Regions from separate parts of the Callithrix jacchus genome. Here region 1 is linked to region 2. The links are chromatin contacts, called in public Hi-C maps. All regions are on one chromosome and are shown on one strand. The core of a region is the stretch at or near the end of the contact, and the rest is flanking DNA. Distances in the headings are between cores, read along the strand shown.

Evidence for each region. A called contact is a pair of places that touch in the nucleus more often than the background predicts.
Region 1: a Hi-C map of induced pluripotent stem cells shows a contact between it and region 2, with 3 times the contacts expected there. The contact joins two enhancer-like sites. A contact is called at or near these places in 3 of 3 Hi-C or Micro-C datasets (induced pluripotent stem cells and skeletal muscle).

What each region holds. Positions count from the first base shown.
Region 1 is chr8:10,213,756-10,216,455 of calJac240_pri, forward strand. No RefSeq gene overlaps it. Among named protein-coding and RNA genes, the nearest start is that of CA12, 15 kb to the left of the region's middle. Within about 2 kb of position 1,311, at least 2 of the 16 cell types and tissues checked have an H3K27ac peak or open chromatin away from gene starts, as enhancers often do.
Region 2 is chr8:10,104,097-10,106,892 of calJac240_pri, forward strand. APH1B (aph-1B gamma-secretase subunit) reads left to right here. Exons shown (of 6, transcript XM_002763658.6): 3 at 867-937; 4 at 1,709-1,831. Among named protein-coding and RNA genes, the nearest start is that of APH1B, 11 kb to the left of the region's middle. Within about 2 kb of position 1,500, at least 5 of the 16 cell types and tissues checked have an H3K27ac peak or open chromatin away from gene starts, as enhancers often do.

The DNA.
Region 1 (2,700 bases), core at 61-2,560, 110 kb after region 2:
GAGATTACAGCAGCACCTATTTTACAGCGTTGTGAATGAGCTAATGAGTGTACACACCTTAAGCACAGCATCTCACTTGTAATAAGCACTCAGGCTTGGTGTTGGTATGAAAGTGACAATTATTCCGGCAGCACAATGAATGTCATTCCTCTTCCTCCAGAGTAGGAATGCCTTCTCGGAATCTTGATTTTCAAAGTGATGGATTGGGAGATCCCAAGCCATGGATGTGAATTTGTGTATTTCCCTTCTTACTTATTCCTCAGTTTAGTTAAAGGCACCATCCTCCTCCTAGTGGCCCTGGTTAGGACCTTTGGGATCAACCTGAACTCCATCCCACATTCAGCATGTCAGTGTTTCCACCTTAAGGGAGTTTCTGGGATCCATCCCCAAACAGAATGCAAGAACCTAACAGTGCCTAGCACATGGTAGGTCCTTACCCAGCATTGATTCTTTGCATTTTGCTGCCCCTGGTCTACTTCCAACCACTGTCATCTCCTCCCTGCACTGCCCCATCCCTTCTTCCCTGGCCCCTGGCCCCTCCCACCCTAGCCTTTCAGTCATTGTCCCCACTCCCAGAGCGACACACTTTCTATTCTTCCCTCCTCGCTCTCCCCTTTCTTCTCTCCCTCTGTTTCCAACTGCAAATGCAGTGAGAGGAGGGTACAGCTCACTCATTATCTATCTGTGTAAGGTGTTGCTCTTGTTTTGTTTAGTTGATTTTCCCTCCTTTATTTCTGACACTCATTCCCCTTCCTCCCACAGGCTGTCACTCTGATATTGTGAGAATATATTCTTGGGTATGCATGTGAACTTACAAAATAAGTTATTTGTGTAATTTGATTTTTAAACCTATCTACTGCATGTATTTATCCATTCCCCTAGCAAATGCCCCAGTACTACAGGGGGGTGAGTACTTTTGCCTGTGATCCTTTGGAACCTGTGTGAGAGTTTCTTATAAGCATACGCCTAGGAGCGGAATTGCTGATGCATATTGATTTTCACAAAGTCCTTCTAGGTTGTGCCGGTGAACTGCAAAACTCTCTGCCCGTAATGACTCTGTCTGTCCAAACCCCTGCACTAAGAGACTTGCCCAAACTCTAACAGCTTAAGGCCATGTCCCCAGGATGATCCCAGCCTCCCTTAAAATGCTTGCTTGGAAGCTCAGTGCTGCCAGGAGCATTTACTATTTATTCTAGCCGAAGCCTGGTGATGGGCAGATGGGCCCCTGAGCCCTCTCTTAGAGCAGTCATTTTAGAAAGCGTGAGATCATAAATCTTTCCTTTGCCCTTCGGATGTAAATCTCCCACCAAAATGGTCTGCTCAAGGATCTGAGAGCCCTCTCTTTGAAATGCAGATATTCAGGGAGCTGTAACTCTTCTCCCAGGGGGATAAGGGCCTAAGGGCTGTCAACGCCTTACTTTAGGGGAAGTGTGTTTCTCCTCCGGATAAGTGCCACTGAACAAGTCCAGCTGGCCTAGTCCCATGGACTAACCCTCCCTTAATCACCCACAGTGCCTTGCCCTTAACCCTTAGATAGTCTCCAGCATTTTGCATGAGGTATTGAGTTCTGTTCCCGCCGTACTCTTTTTCCTTATTGCAATAGTCCCAGAATAAAACCAGTCCTGGCACTTTAGCGGGTGCCTGCCTTTATCTTTGGCGTGCCCTAGAATAGCACGTTTTTTTGTTTCCTTGCAACCTTGCCAGCATTTGGTATTATCCAGTCTTCTAATTTTCCAACCTCAAGGGTAGAAAGACTTAATCTTGCTATTGTTTTCATTTTCATTTATCTAAAAACTAGTGAGATTGAGCAAAACAGGTAGGTATTTTGGGGTGAGTCACATATTCATATCCTTGCCCATCTTCCTGTTGTATTCTCTTTTTCTGATTGATTTGTAAGACTTTCTTTTTTTTTTGAGACAGAGTTTCACTCTTGTTAGCCAGGCTGGAGCGCAATGGCGCGATCTCAGCTCACCGCAACCTCCGCCTCCTGGGTTCAGGCAATTCTCCTGCCTCAGCCTCCTGAGTAGCTGGGATTACAGGCACGCGCCACCACGCCCAGCTAATTTTTTGTATTTTTAGTAGAGACGGGGTTTCACCACGTTGACCAGGATGGTCTCTATCTCTTGACCTCGTGATCCACCCGCCTCGGCCTCCCGAAGTGCTGGGATTACAGGCGTGAGCCACCGCGCCTGGCCAAGACTTTCTTATATATTCTATGTAATGATCCCTTGCTGGTTGTGGGAGTCTCAGATAATTTTTCTCAGTCCACACCTGTCTGTTCATTTAGATAACTATATCCACCATCGTCAGTATTGTTAATTTTGACATAGTCATTTGAGGGACAGGGAATATGGTTACACTTTTTGGATTTTTTTTTTATTTCCCTACTTTTTGCATTATATTCCAAGGTTTAAAAAAAAACAAAAATAAATAAAAAATAAATATTTCCCTACTTTTAAGGTCATAAATATATTCTGATTTATATTTATACATACACGTGCATATCTATGTTTTGTAGGGTGATGTTTCACATTTATATCTTTAATCCATCTGAAGTTCACCTTTGCTTATGGTGTTAGGAATGGAGCTTAATTTCTTTTCCATGTAGTGAGCCAATCTTCCCTGCACTGTCTACCAAGCAACCCATCCTTTTCCCATTGACTTGTTTTTCATACGTCAGGTGCGTACACAACCAAACAC
Region 2 (2,796 bases), core at 250-2,749:
TAGTAGAATTGACCAGCCACATCTAGCATTCCTAACACATCTGCATGGGACTCATGGTAAACTTGTGAATTGGCCACAGCAGAAGCATGCATGAAATCACTCTAAAGATCATTTCTTTATTTTACATTTTGTAGAGAGGGTCTTGCTGTGTTGCCCAAGCTGGTCTCAAACTCTTGGATGCAAGTGATCCTCCTGCCTTGGCCTCTCAAAGTGCTGAGATTACAGGCGTGAGCCACCATGCTCAGGCTAATAATCTATAAACTATATATAAATTAAATATATATGTATTATATATTTAAGAGTAAGGAGAGATTAGTGATTACCAGCCATTGGTAGACACAGCTGCTTTAGCAAATTGCTGCCTGAAGTAGACTCTGAAGGATGCGTGCAGTTTAGGTTCTGCGGAATGGAAGATACGAGGGAGGGTGGCAGAGTAAGTACAGTCCTGGTAGAAGACAGAACACAGTGCCAGCAAAGCAGGAGTAACGATACAGTACTTTGGGAAGGGAGAAAAAACCCGGAGTGGTAGATTCCGTAGGATATTGAATTGAATATTTGCCAAGTTCAGAAAGCAATTGGAAGAATTGTGGTTTTTATCTTTCAAAATTCAATTCCTTACGGCTTGTTTGCTTATATTTTTCTTACCGTTTTATGTGAATGTCAAAGAAAAGGTAAAAAGGAGTTGGAAATTTTGGCTGATTTTAGTTCATTGAAAGTTTGCTGGGTTTCGTTTAACTGAATCATAGATTTAGAGTATAACCTGATGCAAAGCCTCATTGAGTATCTGGGTTTGAAGTGTCTTGTTGGACTTTCCTGATACAGTGCTCTTTCTTTTTTTCTTAATTACGTGTGTGGTTTTATTTTAGAAAAGCCAGTGAGGGTTTGAAGAGTATAAGCCCAGGTGAGACAGCACCCTCCATGCGACTGCTGGCCTATGGTAAGTTATAACCACATGGTTTCATTAAGAAAAAAAATCAGACTCGGCATAAAAGTCACTTGTATCTTTTATATCTTTGTAGATTTCAAGTTATTTATTATTGCTGCCTGGGCCTATTGGTGTACATATTTGCTTATTATCCCAGCTTTCCAGGTTCCTTTTGTAAAGGAAAAGTGATTGCAAGTGACCCTTACCTGTATGTTCATTATATATTAACCAGGTTTCCCTAGTTAACTAACATTTTCTGCGTGATGAAACTTACTTTCTCTGAATCTTGCCATGACTTTGGCTGTTCTAGGAGGACGCTTGGTGTTAAAGCGGTTAATATCTCTGCATATTATACTCTGAGAATTATGTTGAAGATTGGATCTAGGTTCCCCAGTTTGGCTCAGGAACACATAGTTCCTCGTTACACTCAATTTTAGTTCTAAGCTGTCAAACTCAACTCTGTGGACTCTGTTATCATAAAGTAAAGCCAGAGTCTTGGCATTGTGTCCTCTGTCTCACCTATTGTGTGCCTTTCTAGACCTTTTTCTCCCCTTTTTCATTACTCTGCTGCATTCTACCATTCATTTCCTTTGCTTTTCCCTGTTCTCTCTCCATTCCTCATTTAGCCAAGCACATGACTCTCCAGCCAGCTGTCTGCTGCTTCAGGGAGAACATAAGCGCCCTTTTCCCTGCAACACACTTGCATTAACTAGTCCTTGGAAATTTGACTTGAAAATAAATCTTGGCAGGAAAAGAGTTAACAGTGTTTTTCTTCCTCTTTAGTTTCTGGCTTGGGCTTTGGAATCATGAGTGGAGTGTTTTCCTTTGTGAATACCCTATCTGACTCACTGGGGCCAGGCACAGTGGGCATTCATGGAGATTCTCCTCAGTTCTTCCTTAATTCAGGTATGTGTCTTATAGCTGTCAACATTCAGCCTTCTAGTGTAAATGGTCATTCAATTTTTTTTTTTTTTTTTTTTTTTTGAGACAAAGTCTTGCACTGTCTCTCAGGCTGTAGTGCAGTGGCGTGATCTTGGCTCACTGCAACCTCTGCCACCTGGGTTCAAGCAATTCTCCTGCCTCAGCATCCCGAGTAGCTGAGACTACAGGTGTGCGCCACCACACCCAGCTAATTTTTATATTTTTTAGTAGAGATGGTGTTTCACCATGTTGGCCAGGATGGTCTTGATCTCTTGACCTTGTAATCCACCCGCCTCAGCCTCCCAAAGTGCTGAGATTACAGACATGAGCCACCGCGCCAGGCTGTCTGAATGATGATTCTTACTGGAGTTCACCGCCTTAGAAATTCCAGTGAATAGGAACTTTATGTTATTTCTTTTAAAGGCAAAATACTCTGAAGTAAAAGACTTAGGAAAATAAAAATTTTGGTTAGAGTGTTTTAGACTTTCAGAGTGGAATTTAGCTTGCATAAAATTTATTTTTATTTTGTTGTACTAACAAGGTTGCTGTATAGTTGAAGTGTTAGAAGTGATTTTTTAAGGCCATGTTGATCTTTTTGGTTCTCATGATTTTATGTTATCTTCAGTAGAAGCCCTAATCTATAATTGTCATTGTGGTGCTTTTTGTGGGAATAGGCAGTATAATTTAATCTTGAAATTGAGAGGAAAAAATGGCATCATAGATGAGTTGATCATTTCATCCAAACGATGCAACAAAAAGGACCAACTTATTTCAAATTACTTTTTCATCCATGAGCTAAAAACTGTCATGATGATGCTCCGATCGCAAACCTGGGAGTTGGTAGAGCGTGTAATTAACATAGATTTCCTCCACACTCCACAAGAAGGCTCCTGAAAATAGGGGAAAACACCCACTGTATTTTTAGTCATTTCCACAACAGTTATGCCATT